Linked DNA regions of Mus musculus: all the other regions are linked to region 1. The links are chromatin contacts, called in public HiCAR-type and promoter capture Hi-C maps. All regions are on one chromosome and are shown on one strand. The core of a region is the stretch at or near the end of the contact, and the rest is flanking DNA. Distances in the headings are between cores, read along the strand shown. Region 1 holds the start of Rbbp4 (retinoblastoma binding protein 4, chromatin remodeling factor). Region 2 holds the start of Taf12 (TATA-box binding protein associated factor 12). Region 3 holds the start of Ago3 (argonaute RISC catalytic subunit 3). Region 4 holds the start of Ythdf2 (YTH N6-methyladenosine RNA binding protein 2). Region 5 holds the start of Clspn (claspin). Region 6 holds the start of Psmb2 (proteasome (prosome, macropain) subunit, beta type 2).

What was found. Promoter capture Hi-C pulls out the DNA fragments that hold promoters and counts their contacts. HiCAR-type assays count read pairs that join an accessible place to other places.
Region 2: a promoter capture Hi-C map of the C10 cell line shows a contact between it and region 1, with 4 times the contacts expected there. The contact joins the promoter of Taf12 here to the promoter of Rbbp4 in region 1. A contact is called at or near these places in 1 of 39 promoter capture datasets (the C10 cell line) and 1 of 115 datasets of contacts at active chromatin or transcription factors (astrocytes).
Region 3: a HiCAR-type map of astrocytes shows a contact between it and region 1, with 4 times the contacts expected there. The contact joins the promoter of Ago3 here to the promoter of Rbbp4 in region 1. A contact is called at or near these places in 1 of 39 promoter capture datasets (liver) and 1 of 115 datasets of contacts at active chromatin or transcription factors (astrocytes).
Region 4: a contact with region 1 is called in a HiCAR-type map of astrocytes, with 2.9 times the contacts expected there. The contact joins the promoter of Ythdf2 here to the promoter of Rbbp4 in region 1. A contact is called at or near these places in 1 of 115 datasets of contacts at active chromatin or transcription factors (astrocytes) and 1 of 9 other capture datasets (adipose tissue).
Region 5: a contact with region 1 is called in a HiCAR-type map of astrocytes, with 3 times the contacts expected there. The contact joins the promoter of Clspn here to the promoter of Rbbp4 in region 1. A contact is called at or near these places in 1 of 39 promoter capture datasets (liver) and 2 of 115 datasets of contacts at active chromatin or transcription factors (acute myeloid leukemia and astrocytes).
Region 6: a contact with region 1 is called in a HiCAR-type map of astrocytes, with 2.5 times the contacts expected there. The contact joins the promoter of Psmb2 here to the promoter of Rbbp4 in region 1. A contact is called at or near these places in 1 of 39 promoter capture datasets (pre-B cells) and 1 of 115 datasets of contacts at active chromatin or transcription factors (astrocytes).

What each region holds. Positions count from the first base shown.
Region 1 is chr4:129,333,898-129,336,947 of GRCm38.p6, reverse strand. Rbbp4 (retinoblastoma binding protein 4, chromatin remodeling factor) reads left to right here and starts at 1,578. Exons shown (of 12, transcript NM_009030.3): 1 at 1,578-1,730; 2 at 2,304-2,451. The coding sequence starts at 1,715. It overlaps Zbtb8os (zinc finger and BTB domain containing 8 opposite strand), which reads right to left and starts at 980. Exons shown (of 7, transcript NM_025970.4): 1 at 809-980. The coding sequence starts at 905.
Region 2 is chr4:132,272,850-132,275,899 of GRCm38.p6, reverse strand. Taf12 (TATA-box binding protein associated factor 12) reads right to left here and starts at 1,525. Exons shown (of 6, transcript NM_025579.3): 1 at 1,413-1,525.
Region 3 is chr4:126,428,016-126,431,065 of GRCm38.p6, reverse strand. Ago3 (argonaute RISC catalytic subunit 3) reads left to right here and starts at 1,524. Exons shown (of 19, transcript NM_153402.2): 1 at 1,524-1,798. The coding sequence starts at 1,780.
Region 4 is chr4:132,210,666-132,213,715 of GRCm38.p6, reverse strand. It overlaps Ythdf2 (YTH N6-methyladenosine RNA binding protein 2), which reads left to right and starts at 1,460. Exons shown (of 5, transcript NM_145393.4): 1 at 1,460-1,816; 2 at 2,260-2,284; 3 at 2,885-2,964. The coding sequence starts at 1,790.
Region 5 is chr4:126,555,443-126,558,492 of GRCm38.p6, reverse strand. Clspn (claspin) reads right to left here and starts at 1,513. Exons shown (of 26, transcript NM_175554.4): 1 at 1,356-1,513. The coding sequence starts at 1,379.
Region 6 is chr4:126,676,124-126,679,173 of GRCm38.p6, reverse strand. Psmb2 (proteasome (prosome, macropain) subunit, beta type 2) reads right to left here and starts at 1,531. Exons shown (of 6, transcript NM_011970.4): 1 at 1,329-1,531. The coding sequence starts at 1,419.

The sequences.
Region 1 (3,050 bases), core at 329-2,828:
TACTCTGTAGCTCTAGCTGTCCTGGAACTCACTATGCAGACCAGGCTGGCCTCGAACTTAGAAATCCGCCTGCCTCTGCCTCCCAAGTGCTGGGATTAAAGGCGTGCGCCACCACTACCCGGCTAAATTTTTTTTTTAAATATTTATTTATTTATTATATGTAAATACACTGTAGCTGTCCTCAGACACTCCAGAAGAGGGAGTCAGATCTTGTTGTGAGCCACCATGTGGTTGCTGGGATTTGAACTCCTGACCTTCGGAAGAGCAGTCGGGTGCTCTTACCCACTGAGTCATCTCACCAGCCCCCGGCTAAATTTTTATCTTTCAAAAAAATTTAACGTGATGCAAAAGTTGCAGTACGTAATAAGATCCAATCTTGGGCTGTGGACACACACGTACGCACGCACGCACGCACAGAAAAAGGTATGTCTTGATTACTCTAACCTGGTCACACTATTCCCTACTGGGAGAAACTCGAGGACAACCCAGAAATCACTTAAAAATACAACTAATGCACAAGTATAATTTACAATGATAAATGTTGGACCAGCGCCACACCATTTAACTCTATCCCCAAAGGTAAGTGTGATTCAGGCACACATGGACTTTTAGAATGGATGGGGGCAGGGGATACGGCCTCGGGTTTCTTCATTCTCTAGTAAGGTGATCTTTTTCTTCACTTTCCCCCTAAATTGGGTCCAAAGAGGGGCACACTGTGATCACGCCAGAGCACCTTTAGGGCAAAGAAGTGGGCGAAGCAGGAAGCCGCAGGTTGTCCGAATGCAAGAGATGTGGGCCACCTACTCACATTCATATTTTCGATTGACTGGAGGATACTTGTCCTTGGTCGCCTTCTGTTCCTCCGTCAAATTGTAATCTCTAACATCTTCCTCCTCTTGAGCCATGATTGCGGAGTTGGTACTCTTACTTCCGCCCTTCATCAGCCAGACTTCGGCCCCGCGCCATAACTTCCGCTCTACACCCCACCCCCTTGGCAGCGGGTCTAAAAGGACCAGGACTCCATTCTGCAAGCTCGCGGAAGGATATACCCGCTTGCGGCTGCCGGGCTGCCGGGCTGCCAGGCTCGGTCCTGCCGCTTTTATAACATGTTTTAGAGACCAGCATCTTATTTCCTGCACTCATCACTATTAGTACCGAGGGAGTCAGTTAAAAGACGCCACCTTGAATTAGGCACCTGTAAGTCTAAACGGTGATGCGTTTTCTCCTCGTCTGGCCCTCCGAGTTGCTAACCAGACCCGGAAACACTTCCAAATTCTTTCGCTACCCTGAGGGAGTTGTCAGCATAACGGCCTGCTAAGAAGATGGCTGCGCATGAGCGTGTAGGGTGTATGTCACGTGATCTGCACGGGCCTCATCCCGGCAGGCGGGGCGCGCGCGCAATCCGTGGAAGTCTCCGGACTGTGGTGGGGGGTGGGGGAGAGAGAAGGGGCGGAGCGCGCGCGCCTCGGGACTCTGGAGAAAACGACTCTCGAGCGTCTCCATAGGCCGCGAGGCGGATGCTCCGCCCACCCCTCAGACCCGCGCTTTCTCATTGGTCGGTGTTGGCGCGAAGGCACGCGAGCCGGCCCCCTACGCACGGGCCGCAGGAAACAATAGAGGCCGCGCGCGCGGAGTGGAGCGCTCGTAGCCTCCCCGCCCCTCCTGCAACGCACGACCCCGGGATCCCCCAACCCCTCCCGGCTCTCCTGCCGCCATGGCTGACAAGGAAGGTGAGTGTGCCGAGGCCGGCTCGGAAGGGACGGTGCTGGCTTGTAGGGCTGTGTCGTGGCCTGTTACGCGGCCTGAGACGGAGAGCAGGCCCGACTCTGGCGAGCCTCGTCCCAGCGACGCCGGCCTGAGGACTGAGCTCCCCGGCGGGGCGGGCTAACGGCGCAGCAGCTCCTCCGGAGCGGATGCGAGGCGACGCCAGGTCTCCGGCCTAGGCGACTACGAGGCTCCCTGCCGGTCCCTCTGCCTGCCGAGACTCGGGGCGCCGCTCTCCATCCCCAGGCTCGATGCGCAGGTCTCCTCCCCGGGTTTGGCGGACTTGGCGCGCGCCACCGTGCTTCGTTCGGGGTTGGACACCATCGGCCCCCGAAGGAGTAACGGAGTGTCCGGCTGGGGTGGCCCCAGGACTTCCGGCCCGCCGCGGCCGAGAGTGGCGTTGGTGCCCGCGACCTGGGAGATTAAGATGAATCTCCATTTCGTTGTCAAAATCCGGGCGCTACGCCGGTGGCTTGGAGAGGTTTGTGCCCTTTCCGTTTACGTTCGCTAACTTGATTTGTCTTTTAAAAACATTTTAGCGGCCTTTGACGACGCAGTGGAAGAACGGGTGATCAACGAGGAGTACAAAATATGGAAGAAGAACACCCCTTTTCTTTATGATTTGGTGATGACCCATGCCCTGGAGTGGCCCAGCTTAACTGCCCAGTGGCTTCCAGATGTGACCAGGTGACGCGAATCTTGAATATTTTTGATAGTTCATATATTTTAATTTTTTTGCCCTCCAGTCACTCAGGGGGGACATTATCAGAGCTTATGAGTACTATTTATTTTCCTCGACTAGAAATAATGTCAAAAACAGAAGATCATTTTGTAATTTACCCTGCAAAGAAAACATGCTCTGTTGTTGTGTTGTTGTTTGATTTTTTTTTTTCTTTTTCTTTTACTTTTTTTTTTTAAGTCATCTCTATTTGTATGAATACACTGAAGCCAGAAGAGGGCATTGGGTCCCATTACAGATTGTTGTGAGCCACCATGTGGTTGCTGGGATTTGAACTCAGGACCTTGGGAAGAGCAGTCAATGCTCTTAGCCGCTGAGCCAGCTCTCCAGCCCTGTTTTTGTTTTTTCCCTCAGCATGGAGTTGAATAGCCATTCTTAAGACTGGAGTTGGCCATGTAATATAAAACTTGACCGTTTTCAAAAGTTATTCTGGGTCCAGTTTATTCAACAAAACATTTGATTTCTCAAGTCATTTATAAGGTTAATAAATAGCAAGATAAATCTGGGGTCTGCCTAACTGAAGTGGGGGCGAGTGTTTTCAGCAGTA
Region 2 (3,050 bases), core at 276-2,775, 2.9 Mb before region 1:
GCTTAAGTTGTGCACGATTCATCTGAGTAGGTTTCAGTCCTGGGTCTTTATGAAGGGAAATGACAGGGTCCAAGTCACTCTTCTAAAAGCAATCCCTAGAAAATGTTCTAGGCCACATTTACTTGTGAATTTCTCAACATCTTATTGAAAAATAAAATTTATAAATAAATAAAATAAATAAAAGACTTTTCACTTAAAAGTTTGTTTCCTCCCTTGTAACATTTATGCCAATGCCATACATAATAGGTACTAAAATATTAAAATCCGTTAGAAAAAAATCCCTTCTGAGTTTGAGGGTAGAGATTCTAAAAGCATTTATTCAAATAATTTCAAGCAAGCATCTCTTCTTCGATGTACATGGTAGAGTACTGTATAACCTAAGAATCTGGCTCACAGTGATCCTAATCCCTCTTTGCATCCTCTTTTTCTTAAATGTAAAAGAATTCAAAGTGTTCTTTTGCTGCCCTTCCATCTATGACAGTTTGCTAGTGATATAGAGATCTGTGCTCAACGGGGGCTGAATGGAACAGGGCTTAAGGTACTTATCAAGTATATAACTGAGTTCAAACTGCTTTCAGCTTCACATCTGATTCACAATAATGAAGAAAAACGAAGACGTTTCATGTGGCTTTTCTAGGTTAAGTAACGGACACAAGAAAAAGCCTAAATGCCAAAAGCCAAATAGGCAGCGCCAAGAAGTCTTCCCCCGAATATATATATCCTAATCCTCCGGGTACAGAGAACAGATCGCTAAACCTTTTCAACTTTTCTCCCTTGAAGGCTGATCTCCCAGCCGTTAAGGACCCCCTAGTTCCTTCACTTTTAGGAGCTCGGGTCCTTACATCTCTGTCCCTCCAGAAACTCTTGAGTCTGAAAGCCCGGATCTTGTCCCCAAAGAAGACCCAGTCCTCACTGCCCGCTTCGATTCCCTTTCAAATTCAAGTCTTCTCTGCCTCCTTCTCTAGCTCCAGTCCTCAAGTCTTTGCTGCCCGGTTTCTGAATCCTTAGGAGCTGGGACTTTACTGTCCCGCTTCTGTCTCTTAGGAGCCCGAGTCCTCTCGGGCTCCACTTTTACCTCTCTGGAGCCTGTGTCTTCACGCCCCGTTTCGTTCCTACCCTCGCCTCCTATAAAGTGCGGGATCCTCACCATCCTGTCCCTCTCAGAAGGCTTTCCCTCAGATGCTGCAGAATCCACATCCGTCCCCGTTTCCTAAGTCTCTCATTCAGAGCTCGAGTCCCCAACAGCCGCTGCTTCTGCGAGCCCGAACCCCTCAAGTCCCGTCCCAAGAGCCTGGGCTCCTCAGCCCCGTCTCTTCCACAGCCTAGTTCTTCCAGCACTGACCCGCTGTGGGTCTGGGTCCTGACACCCTCCTCCCGCTCTTCGTCCTCAACTGCCAGGGCCCAAGACTCACAGGCAGCAGCGTCTATCTCCCCATGATATGCGGAGACTGCCCCAGTGAAGCTTTCGTCTCAGCAGCCGGTCCGACTGCGCGGCCCTCCCCAAGCACTTCCGGCACCGCTCCCCGCCTCCAACCCGGAAACGCGCGGCTCTTCCGGCCGCCGGGCGCGCGCCTCACTAGCGCAGGCGCAGATGGTACTACAACACGTGGTAGGACTGTGAGCCCAGCGCCTGGCTTGGCAGGTCGGGCTTTCTGCTCTGTGTGGCTTGCTGGTGGCGTGGGTCTACTCTGCGTCCCCTACCACGGCGTGAATCCCTGTCCTAGATGTTTCTTTACGACTCATCTCTTTCACGAGCGTGACCGGTAACCGACGGCCTCGGAGAGCTTCCAAGTCGCCATTTTTGGTTGGTGCCTTTGTGGTGCTATAAGGATGGGACCGCAGTTCTGCATAGATACCAACTATGGGACTCTCAACCAGCACGAGAACTTGGAGACTAGAGAAGCTGATTGTGCCTATTAGTTAATCTGTAGTCAACATACACTTGGACGAGAGCTGTCTGTGAGGGACTGGTTCAGTCCCTCACTTGGAGTATGTCATGTAATAGTGGAAGAAACGTGAAATTCCTAAGGGATGTAGGTTCTCAACTTGAATTGAAAATTCTTACTCCAAAGCCCGGGCTGGTACAGTAACTGTTAAACCACTAAGCCCTGAGATTTGAGTACTTTTTTTTTTTTTTTTTTTGCTAGGCATGTAAGCAACAGGCAGTTTCAGTCCCCGGCAAGGATTCTTAGTAAAATAGAGATCTCGCAAACGAGTGTATAGAAGTCTGACATCTCAGAGCTATCAACGGTTCCTGCCCATAAAGAATCCATTCTATCTTTGTATCTTCATCCCATTAGGCTCATCCACCCTCTTGGTCCAAAATCCTGGATGCAAGGGCTTAACCATTAAGTGGCAAACTGTTTATAACCTTATTTTTCTTTTTGGATTTATTTTATGCGGAAAAGTGTTTTGTCTGCATTTATATATGTACACCATGTGCATTCCTGGTGCACAAAGAGGTCAGAAGAGGGTATCTGAAGCCTTGCAATTGAAGTTACAGATAGTTGTGAGCCACCATGTGACTGCTGGCATTGACCCAGGCCCTCTGCAAGACTGCCAGGTTCGAGAGAAAGCCACCTCTCAAGCCCCAGCTTTATTTTTCTATCATGGTTCTCAGAGTTTGGCCAATCAGTTTTTGTGCTTGCATCCTTGGATGTACTAAACTGTTTTTTTGTTTTTGTTTTTGTTTTTTGCTGTGTGCTGGGTATATCCTGTTGGGGAAGTCAGTCATCATTGTCCTTAAGAGTTTACAGGCGCTAGGCAGTGCTAGCTCATGCCTTTAATCCCAGCACTTGGGAGGCATGGGCAAGATTTCTGAGTTTGAGGCCAGCCTGGTCTACAGAGTGAGTTCCAGGACAGCCAGGGCTACACAGAGAAACCCTGTCTCAAAAAAACAAGCAAACAAAAAAAAAGACTAGATGAGCAGTAAGGCTGAAGTTTGGTTAGGGGACAGGAAGGGACAGGTGGAAATGGGGGGTGGATTTTATTCAGTGTTCAGTGGAAAGGCATGAAAACTGAGGATTGAGATGGTAATTTGTATTTAAGGA
Region 3 (3,050 bases), core at 275-2,774, 2.9 Mb after region 1:
GTTAAAAAAGGCAGCACCTTCGAAAAGATGAATCAGTGGTTATGATCACTGGCTGTTCTTCCAGAGAACCTAAGTGCTTCCCAGCACCCAGGATGGCTCACAACTGTTTGAACAGTTCTCAGGAATCTGCCACCCTCTTCTTGCCTCCAAGACACCAGAAGTGCAGAGACCAGACACCACCACACACATTTGAAAACAAATAAAAGCATGCTGTTTGTCACCACACCATGTTTTTCTGGAAGCTAGTTGAGCTTGCATTCATTCAAAGAACTAGTTCCAGAATCAAGAGATTGGGGGTAGGATAGGTCCTTCCACAAGTCTGAGATTTAGTTCTTATGGCTTAGGTCAATATGGATTGTATATAATCAGAGCTTGAACATGACTTTTAAGATGTGCTCATTCATCTGAGGATGTGATATTTTAAAAGTGATAAGAGTATTTCTTTTCAGTCAACAGGAAGAGAGGCAGAATTGGTGTGCTAGATGTGGCTTGGAGTCACTTCCATGTATTAAATGTTTATTATGTAGTCAGCATATTTATTAAGTACCTCAAAATTGTAACTATTGTAAATATTTTTGTTACTAACATTTGGGAGGTTTTTGTTTTTTGTTTTCCTTTCAGTTTTTCTGATGAGGAAACTAAAGTCCAAAGATAAAGTGACTAATCCAAAAACCCAAAACGGGGAGGGAAGGGATCGTGAAAATAAAATCTTTCTCAATTCTCTTTTTTAAAAAAGAAATATATGTCAAAACATTACTGGTTCATTGGGACACGGGGAAAAATACTGAATCATTGCTAAGCTTGCATGAAGTATCTGGTTTCACGAAGCCAAGTATTTTTAAAAGACGGACTATTTGCCGGATAATGAGCTGGGTCTAGTCTCCCAAAGGTTCCAAGTCAGCAGAAAAGCACCAGACTGGATCGGATCGGGGAAACTGGAGGCTGACCAATTTAGCTGTAAAAGTCTCGAGTCCCAAGGAAGAGAAGGTTTAGCAGGTGTTTAAACACCGGAAGGTCGTTTAGGTTCCTCAACGTATTGGGAGACTGTTTAAACATAAACGTAATTCCATCTGGTATACATGGAACATCCCGTTTCTTGTTCATCCGTTTAAAAACTATATTGAACTTGTGGTCACCGCCTAGTGCACGTGCTCCAAGCGGGTGTGGCAGACGGAGCTGGGAGGGAGGATGCCCTTGGCTGGTCACCCGCCACTCTCAGGTAGGATGTACCTCAGGTAAGCTCCGCGGGCAGGCAGCGATGTCGCCTCAAGCAGCGGTCCTCACCCGGGAGGCTGGCACGGGGAAAGCTGGCCTCTCGCTCGGGATTGTCGCCGTCAGGCACAGCGGGTGCAGGGCGACCGCCCATCCGCGGCTCCGCCCCAGCCAGGCACCGGCTCACCCGCCCACAGATCCCCAGACCTTGTTGCTCCCGCAAGGCTCTGGCTCCAGGCGAGCTGCCGACCCGGAGGGAGAGCGGGGCGGGATCCGGAGAGCGGAAGTGACGCGAGCGGGCTTCCGGGGGCGACCGGGAAAAGCGAGCGGCTGCGGCGGCGGGGCGGCTGGCGGGTCGGGAAGCTGCACGCGTCAGCATCTGTGGGCGACGCAAGTTCCGGACCTGGTTCCAGCGTCCTCACTCAGGACTGTCGCCGCTCTTACCTCGCTGCAGGCTGTCTGTCTCTCCCGACTGTGCCTCTTGTGCCCGGAGCTTTCCGAGGGCGTCCGCTCCTCGCCTCTGTGGTGGCACCCTTCTCTCGTGAAGCACTCCCCCCAGCTCCATGAATGGAAATCGGCTCCGCAGGTGAGGCGAGCTGCGGGACAGGGCAGGTGGGGTCGTTACCCCGATGTTGTCCCCTGAGCATCCTTGTTCCTTCCACTTCAGGTGCTGTCAGCGCACATAGTGAGGGAGTTGCGGGCTTTCAGGCCCGATGCGGGTGTCCTCTCCACAGCCCAGGGACCTACACTCTTGGGGTCATTGAGTTGGCGAAACTACAAGGAGGGCTTAAGTTTGGAGTTCTGTAGGTGATGACATCCCCCTAGAGTGCTTTCCCCTGAGAATGGAGAGAAGTTTGCCCTTGCTTTTGGAATTCTTGTTGGAAATATAAAGGGCGCGCTTGTCCTTTAACCGGGTCGTGTGTCCCATGGATGCAGAACAAGTCAGGCATAACCCTTATCTACCTATTAGTGTAGTTTGAGGATACTCTGAGATAATCAATGATTACGTTTCTAATTGGTGCTCGGGCGACGTCAGATGCAAGATGGCATTGCTCCCACCCCTGGTTCTCAGTGTCTGAGTGTGTAGTTTCTGAGGAGCTCGGAGATGTCCTGTCGCTCTGGACCACTGCTTACTAGAAGGCAGAGCTTCAGGATGCTGACACTATTTCCCCTCTATTTTCTATTCCCTGCACAGGAAATCTGGAATTTAGGATTTGTCTCTTGAGGAAAAAAAAAAAAAAAAAAAAAAGAGGTCTTGAGAAAGGAAGCCGGCCTGGATAGTGCTTGTCTTTAAAAAGGAAAAAGTAGTCAGCGATTCTAAAGTAGTTGATAGAGTAACATGAAATAGGTGTTACATAACGGCCTGCTGGCCCAGCAGTCACCCTGTTCTCCAGTTTGAAAGTTCTCTCCATCCACAAGATCAGTAATATATTGTTTTCATATATTTGGGGGATTGCCTTGTTATTATGTCCTAGCAAGTCACTGAATTTCATATCTCATCTTGCCAATTTGAAAGGTCCCCAAATATAAGAGAAAAAAAAAAACCCAAAACTAAAACTAGCAACATAGAAGGCCTTCAAATCAGTTCAGGGCATAATTGTCGAAGGGATACAAAAAGGCATTTCCTTTATTATGTGGAATTTCTTTCTACTCAGTGTCTACCATTTTTTCCCTTTCTATGTTCCATTTTTTTTCTCATATTTTCTTAACAGTGAAATATGTCTAGGCTGTGAAGTTTTGGACTCTTATTATCAATATGTGTGTTTCCAGACTGTATTTTCTATGCTTTAAAAGTTTACATTCTGTCTGTACTGCTTTTACTTTATAAGATAATCTGA
Region 4 (3,050 bases), core at 211-2,710, 2.9 Mb before region 1:
TTCCTCCTGAATCTGTCAAATCCAAACCTTCTCTATCTAGCAAGCAGATGGCATTAGGTTAACAATAGTGCATTGCTCAGGTGTCTACCATTTGCAATAGCAAAACCTACTACTAAATATCCTTGTCCAGAGTGATTTTTTTTTTGTTTGTTTGTTTGTTTTTTGAGACAGGGTTTCTCTGTGTAGCCCTGGCTGTCCTGGCACTCACTTTGTAGACCGGGCTGGCCTCGAACTCAGAAATCTGCCTGCCTCTGCCTCCCGAGTGCTGGGACTAAAGGCATGCACCACTACGCCCAGCTCGTGATTTTTTTTTTTTTAAATTAAAAATGCCTTTGGTGGTGCATGCCTTTGATAACAGCATTTAGGAGGCAGAGGCAGGCAGAATTCTGAGTTCAAGGCTAGCCTGGTCTACCTAGTGAGTTTGAGGACAGCTAGAGGCACCCTGTCTCAAAACACAAACAAAAAACCCTACAAACAAAAAAAAACCTGCCTTTGCTCATCCTTTGGCTCTCCAGTGAATCTTAGCTCATGAATACAGGATTTCTTTTCTAGCTGTTGAAGAATGATATTATGTTGTTCTTTGTGTCAAAAGCACAGATCTATTTAATAACTTGATAACTTTGGCAGCATGCTTAATCTCCCTTTTCCCAGCTGTAACATTGTTTGATAGGCACTTTGAACTTGTTGAAAGTCTTTAAATTTAATGTGTCAGAAAGCACTTAATGACAAAGCCCTGCACACAGCACATACTGGAATAGCGTTCATTTTCCAGTCCTTAGATCACGAATATTTCCTCTTAGGGTCCAACAGACTTCAAGAAAGTGTGTGTGACACTGTGCATACGGGTGAGGTGTCTTTTTCTTGGGAATAAAGTCCAGAGTTTACTAGATTATTTTGGGGTCACTGACTTCTCTGAAAAAAAGAGAGTGTATATTTTTCTCCCTCAAAAGTCAAAGGGGTAAATGTCTTGTGTGCAGGGCAGTGAGGGCCGGCTTTTTAATATTTAGTGGAAGTACTGCTCCTGGGTGTTTTTTTCAAGTCCCTGAGGAAGGAAGGTGACAATAGTCTTAAGGAAGGGCGCGGGTGTCTTCTGGGCCGACCTCCATGAAGTTTTCCCTGTGAGCTCTTAGGACCTCTCTTCTGGTTCCTTTTCAAATTGGGGGAGAGTTATCAAATGCAGTTATGAGTTAGGGCTCAAGTCCTACACAGAGTAGAAGCCTCTGCCCCATTAAGAAAGGGGCTTCTGCGTGTTTTCTTAAGACAAAACAATTATTCTCTAGGTGTTTGCCAAAAAACTCCAGTGGTGACCCCCGGTGCCACCCAGGGCTCCTAGGCCCAAAGCGGCGGCGGTGGGGGCGGGGAGACCGCGCGCGCACCGCTTCCGCTCCTCCAGCCCAGCAGAGGGCGCCACGGGCGCGGCTCTCCCTTCCCGAGATGCTTCGCGCCGGGCCCTTCCGCGTGGGTCAGCGACTGTGAGAGTCAGCGCTCGCGCCGCGCGCGCCGCCCGCCTCTGCCGCTCGGCCTCCCCCATTCGGGCTGCGAGGGGGCGGGCGCGCGCTCCGGAGCATAGAGACGGGCGTTGAGCTCGGCGGCCTAGAGCGTCGCCGGATCGGAGCCGGAGCCCGAGTCGCGCGCTGTGTCTCTGCTGCGTCCGCCGAGGCGAGGCTCCGAGTGTCAGGGACAAAAGCCGCCGCCGCACCCTCTGCTCCCGTCGTCGGGGCTCATCCGCCGCCGCCGCTGTCCCGACGAGGAGTCCGCCGCCGTCGTTCCCCGTGAGGATCCGAGAGCCATGTCGGCCAGCAGCCTCTTGGAGCAGGTACAGGCCCAGCCCGCATGTCTCGGCCATTGTGTGAGGCGAGACGGGGCCCGACTAGGCCCGGGCCCGCCGCTCCTGGCCGGGCCGCGGCGGGCGCCTCTCGCGGCTCGGGATTCGGGCCTCAGACCGGCCGCGCCCTGAGTCTCCCGCCCGGCCCGCTCTTCCCGCTCCTCCCCGGGCCGGGCCGGCCGCGCCGCGCTCCCTCCCAGTAGCGGCCCGGGCTTCCCTTCCTCGTTTCCTCTCTTTCCCTCGTGTGGCTGCCGGGTGGCCGGGCTGCCGGGGCTGCCCCGCCGGCCTAGCGCTCGTCCCCGCCTCCCCCTCACCACGCGTCCCCCCCAGGCCGGTTCCTTTCTTCCCTGCTCGGGCCCCGCGTTCATTTGTCTTTCCTTTTCCGTTTTCTTCTCGGACGACTTGCTGCTCGGCGACGTCCCCTCCTCTCGCAGAGACCAAAAGGTCAAGGAAACAAAGGTAAGACCCCGCTCCTCCGGGTGGCCGCCGGCCGGGATGGGGAGGGGGGTCCGCCGGGCCGTGGGGGCGGTGGCTCGAGGACGCGCCCCGGGGAAAGGACCTTTCCGAAGCCGCTCGGGTCGCAGGTGCCGCGCGCGGGGCGGTCGCCCCTTTTGGTGTGGCCCTGCAGCTGGCGGGCAGCTTTTTTCGTTAACAACGAGTAATTCATGAGCGGCCGGGGGTGGAATGCATTTTGAGAAGCACCAGGTCCTTAGTTTTCTCGTAGGTCTTAGGAGCCCTTTGTGTTTCCTCCTCGTGGAGCACTTTCTGGAAGTCACTCACATGTGAAGGAAGCGGGGAGAGAAAGCCGGAGGGAATTGAAATTCGAAGGAGCCAATACACTGACCTTTTAAAAAGATCAGCTCGCTCTGGGGTGGAGACTCTTTTTCACTGTCCGGCTCTTGCTTCAGCCCTGGCGCTCATCGTTATTCCCCGGAGTTTCAAACCAAGTGACTCTTGGAACTAGCATGGTTTCTTCCTGGTGTGAATGTAAACTGATGGATGGGTTTGGAAGGGAGCTCTTCGGACCAGGGCATTGCTAATTTAACTTTTCCCCTCTAGTACAAAATGGTTCTGTGCATCAAAAGGATGGACTAAATGATGATGATTTCGAACCTTACTTGAGCCCACAGGCAAGGCCGGTGAGTAGTAAATTGTTCTATATTATCTGAGGGGACAGTGTACTGTTAGACTTTCTCTGCCCTGTCTCACTTTTGTGTTTGGGTGT
Region 5 (3,050 bases), core at 264-2,763, 2.8 Mb after region 1:
TTATTTTGCATGTGTGTGTAGGCACATTTAGAGAGGGAGTGGTGTGCTATAGAGCACCGAAGGAAGACAGAGGACAACTTGCAAAAATCTAATCTCTTCTACTAGGTGAGTCCTGGGGATAGAAGTCACGCTGTCAGGCTTCAAAACAAATGTCTTTATTTATGAGCCATCCTTCAGATCCCACTGTGATAGTCACACACACACACACACACACTCACTCATGTCATAATTGTGCTCACATACCATTCTTCTAACTTTGCCTCCCTGTCTTTGTCTCCTACTTTTATGTTTGTTTTCTTTCTTTCTTTCTTTCTTTCTTTCTCTCTTTCTAGTAAGAGTCAGCAAAAGTGTGGCTTATGAAGTCAGCCACCTTTTGAAAATAATGTTATTTAAATTAAGGCTTTTTAAAAAAATCCTAGTGAGGCAAAAAGACAGGTTGGTGCACAACGAGATCTTGATTAAAGTCTGTTATTTTGTTCAATATCTAATCGTGAAAACTTCATGTCAAAATAAGGCTTTCATAGCCAGGCGTGGGGGCGCACGCCTTTAATCCCAGCACTCGGCAGAGGCAGGAGGATTTCTGAGTTCGAGACCAGCCTGGTCTACAGAGTGAGTTCCAGGGCGGCCAGGGCTACACAGAGAAACCCTGTCTCAAAAAAAAAAAAAAAAAAAAAACAACAACAACAACAACAACAACAAAAAGGCTTTCCTTTGGTGATTAGGTTTTTCTGGTACCCCCATTAAATCTGTTCTTAAGGCAACTATTTGGCCCTAGTCCTGGCTCCAGAAAAGAACACAGATCACGGAAAAGGTTTTCTATGGCCAAATTCCACTAGTGAGTCACCAGCTACTGGAAGGACGCTGTGAGCCAGGCCACTGTAGGCAAAGACTGTGGGCCCACGCGCGACACCCTTACAAGTTCCTTCCAGAACCAGAGTTCCAACTGCTTATACCCCTCACCCTGTGCTTACAGAGACTCCCACCCCACAACTTCCAGGCCAGGCTGGCCAAGGCCTTTTTTTTTTTTTTTTTTTTTTTTTTTTTTGTGGGGATGCTGTAAAGGGAGCTTGCGCGGCAGGAAACGCGCCAAAGAGCAAGGCGGGCTGCAGTGACAAGCTGAGGACCCGGCTGGGCGGACAACAGCGCGCGCCGCCGAACCAGAAGCTGTGGGGACTGAGCGCGGGAAGCCAGATGGAGACCCTCCAGAGGCCCCCAGACTCAGTCCAGTGGTCTCGGAGCGGTGCACGCCGGGAATTGTAGTCCTCCCGGCTCGGCGCTCTGGCCCTGCTGGGTTGACTGTCCCACTCGGCCCTCAGCGAAAGGCCTCCACAGCCCGGACCAGAGCCTAAACTCACCTCAGAACCCACCTCGCCGGTCATGATTCCGGCCTCCCTTCCGCACAGCTCCAGGAGAACGTGTCTGCAGTAACCTCAACTTGACGGCGACAGCTCCCGCCGTCTCCAGCTCGGCAGCGAAGTTCGAGCTTTCGCGCCCAGACGCGGTACAACGCTCAACCTTGAGGGTTTGCACCAATCCGAGGGAGGGTTTCCCTCCGAGGCCCCACCCCTATCGCCCTGCCAATCAGGAGGCGCCTCCTGCCTGCCCGGCAAATGTAATTTGCGTTGGTTTGGCGGGTTGCGGCTGCTCTTGTCAAACAGATCTAGGAGTGGCTTTGGGGTGTCTGGGGGTTCTCGGGGAGCGAAGAGATCCCGCGCTATGGCTTAGAAAGAAGGTATCTTGCGAATGATGTTCTTGGACTTTTGACCTATGTCTTCGTTCGATGGGTCGTACCGTATGCAATTAGAGGAGAGAAATTTCAATGCAGGAAGTGAACTGGGAAGAAGTTCCCAGGATTCTGGGAGTGTCCCACACCTGAATTTTTTGCTGAGGGAACCTTAGACCCCAGTGGAGGCTTTCTCCATCAGTTCATCCCTGGAGCAATCCTAACCTGCAGAGTTAATGTTTTTACCTCTTCGGGTCGATTCTCTGTCCTTTCTTCCCCATGTTCTATAGGCAGGCAAGAATGTCCTTTCTGGACTGTATTGTCCCAGCTGACTTGTCTTTTGTCTTCTGAATGGTCAAGCCAGTGTTAAAACTCCTTACAAAGTTATTATAAAGAGACCAGCTGGCACAGGGAAAGAAAGATCTGAGTATTTATTATCCTCCATCCCACCCAAACCCCCCTCCTCTCTAACTCCCCCCACCCCCCTTCACCTATTCTGGTATGGTGACCAACTCTGTCCAGTTTGCTTAGGACTTTCCCAGGTTTAGCACGGAAAACCTCACATCCCTAGAATCTCCTCAGAGGATACGAGGGATGACAGTCACCTCTGACACTGGTCTCCCCTTTATCTGAATACACATTCAGATAAAAAACAACTCCATTTCTCCACATCTCCGCCCACTTCTACACCCCTAAGGGTCTTGAGCTGGGGATGCAGCTCAGTAGTAGAGCTCTTGCTTAGTTAGTTTGCATGAGGCCCTCCCTGGTATAATCTCCAGGCTTCCAAAAAATACAAAAAAGAGTCCCATCCTCATATTTTACCCCCTTTTTAAAAAAAAAAAGGCTATTTTACTATGACCGTATACATCAATGATTCACAAATATGCATCTATCTGTAGCACTTCCTCCAGCATTTGGAGGACTGACTTTTATTGGCCATACAGTTTGTGACAAACAATGGGCAGAATTTTATAATCATCATTCTCTTAATCTTTGGAGGAAGCGTGTAAGGGAAGTAATGTGATCGTCTCGCGTCCACTGTCACCTGCTCTTTATGATTTCCAGGCTCACCGAGAGCATCCTCCAAAATCTCCCTTCTCCTGTTCTGTTGCCCCAAATTACACTTCTGTCTAAAGAATTATTTCTGAGGGCTGGAACGACAGTTCAGAGGTTAAGATCACTGGTTGCTTTTCCAGAGGACCCTGGTTCAACTCCTATCACCAACATGGCAGCTCAAAACTATTCATAACTCCAGTTCCAGGAGCCCTGATACCCTTTTCTGGTCTCCATGGGCAACAGGCATGGATGTGGAGCACAGACATACATT
Region 6 (3,050 bases), core at 282-2,781, 2.7 Mb after region 1:
ATTCTGTGGGTCAGTTGTCACTATAAAGGTAGTGAAGTTGTTAAGGGTAAAAGAGATCATTTTGCATAATGTCTACTAACTTGTTTTTGGAGTGCTGAGGCTGGGGCCTTGTATATGGTCGAAACATATGTTGCCACTGAATTGTAGACTCAGTCCCAAATTACACAGATTTGAACCTAGGTTCTACCACCTGTAAGCTTAGAAACTTTTTCTTTGATAATTTTAAAATTTTTATTTATTTATTTAGAGACTCTCTCTCTTGTTCTGCACAGGTGCACATTGCCACAGAACAGGTGCACAGGTCAGAGGACAACCTGCAGGATGTTGGGGTGGGGTCTCTTCCTCTGCCATCTGGGTTCTGGGACCAAACTCCGGTTGTGAAGCCTGGGCAAAAGCATCTTTACTACTGAGTTATTTCAACATCTCCTTAAGAAAGTTTTGTACATATACACACATATACACACACACACATACATATATACACATACATAGATATGTATACGCACACATATATGTACACACACACACATATATATGCATGTGTGTTATATATAATATATACTATATCTATACATCTTAGTTATACATATTCTGTCTCCAAAACTAACTGCAAGAAGGGCACATAGTAGAGCCAAACTTTTAACAAATTAAAATGTTAACGATGGACACACCTGATACATATATGCTTCAGTTTGTTAAGTGTTTGTCCAATGCTAACTCCTTCACTCAATCCTCTCAACAAGTTTTGAGTTGGTTATTAGTAATTTGAGAGATAAGAAAATCTGGGCACGGGAAAAAAAATAACGTACAAAACTCACAGAGCAAATAAAGAGAGGCCATCTCTGCTGCATTCCACTATTTAACGACAAGTAAAATCTAGCAGCCAGGGAAAGGCGGAAGAGGCTCTGAGGTGAGCCACTGAAGACAGCGGAAGCAGAGTGGAAATGCCAAACTCTGGGGAGTCTCACTCTCCCCAAGATCCCACCTTAGGGCACCCACAAATTATAACTTCTATCTGGGGCGACTGAAACTTGCCAGAAATTCAGAAATTGGAGGCGCCGGGCACACACTTGAGCTCTCATAAACTTAATTCCCTCACGCTGAGCAACTCTCACCTAGCAAGCCTCATCTGACCCAGAATCCCAAACTAGAGCCCTAAGCTTGTCTGCCGGCTCCCCCGGCTTCTCAATCCTGCAGTGCCAGCAGGGCAGAGCACACTGGGCTCCATCTTCCAAGCTGCCCAGAGGGAGGCCCACGGTCCCCTTCACCAACTCCCGCCGACTGCCCCTCCAGCCAGGCCCGCCGGGCCTCCCCCTGCTTCCTCTCACCGTCCTTCATCTGGACAATATTGCTGGCGGCCACTCGGTCGGAAGCGACGAGGACATAGTCTGGGCCCTGGATGCCAATGAGGTACTCCATGGTGCCGGGAAGCGGGAGGCTGCAGAGGCCACGGACAGGGACACTTCCCGGGTACACGACCTCACCAGTGAGACAGCACACCCGGACTGAGCTGGGGGTGACGCAAGACGCGCGACGGCCCAGTCACTGGCGCGGCCCAATGACGTCACCTCTCGCGAGAGAGCAGGCGGGAGCTTGGGTGCTTTTCCGCGCTGAGATTGCGGAGTGGGCTGGTCTAGAGGTGTGGTTTGGAAACGTAGCTGTGGGTGATGGGGCGTTGCGTTTCCTTATCTACCAAGTCGAATTTTAGAGTTTGCACGCAAATCAAGCCGTACCCTGTGTAAGAAGTACCAGCACGTGTGGGTGCTACAGAGGAGAGGAGGTCTTCAGCTTTCTGGTTTTCATTTCCTTGCTCGTTAAACAAACGGGAAAATTTTCCCTGCAAGCCAGATTGAAGAACAATTTCCCCGAGCCATAGAGTTAAGGACCAGGGGAGCAGCCTAGGACAACACATCTCAAAAGCAAAACAAACAAACAAACAAAAAACCTACTTGGCGGTGGTTCCCTCTTGAAATCCTAGTACTGGATAGACAGAGGCAGAAAGCACGTTAGTCAAGCCTGTCCCTCGAACCCACGGTAGAAAGAACAGACTCCCCAAAGTTTTCCTCTGACCATCACACTAGCGCGTTCATCCCCAATACAAATAATTTTTAAAAAAAATTTTAAATTTAAATATTTTACTATACTTCTGTTTCATTACATTTAAAATATTATTTTAAAAATGTATTTATTAATGTAAATGAGCTAAATACCTAATAAAAATGGGAAAAAAAAGTATTTATTTACACTCCAGCCATTGCCCCCCTCCCCAAAGTTCCTCATCCCAACAAATTTTTAAATGTTCACTTTTATTTACTTATTTTTTATATTTTGATTTGTCCCGACAGGATTTCTTGGCTACTCTGAAACTCACTCTTATAGACTAGGCTGACCTCGAACTCAGAGATCCACCTGCCTCTGCTTTCTGAGTGCTGGGATTAATGTATTGTGACACCACCACCCGGCCTTTTTTGAGAGATGGGGTATTACTACTATGTAGCCTTGGTTGTCCTGGAACTAATTTAATTGTGTTGACCAGACTAACTTCAAATTCACAAAAATCTGCCTTCCTCTAACTCATCAGTGCTAGAATTAAATTCCTGATCCACATGCCCTACATGAAATATTTTGGAAAGAGTAAGATAGGAAATTAGGGATGGACTGGAGAGATGGACCCGTGCTTAAGAACACTGGCTGCTCTTCTGGAAGACCTGGAATCAATTTCCAGTACCCATAAGGCAACTGGAAGACAGCTATCAGCAACTCTGGTGTATCTCTGTCCTCTGAAGGCACTTCACACACTTGATGCACACACATACATTCAGGCCAAAACCCCATAACACATAAAGTAAAAATAATTCTTTTAACAATAGAAAGGGTAATAGAGGAGAGACTACAATTAAACTGCATATAGAAATGTCTTAGTGAAACTTGTGACTTTGTACAGTTAATATACTTGTGCCGGCTAGTCCTCTGTCAACTTGACACAGACTAGAGCTATGTGAAATGAGGCAACCCTTAATTGAGAAAATGCCTCCATAAGGTCCAGCTAT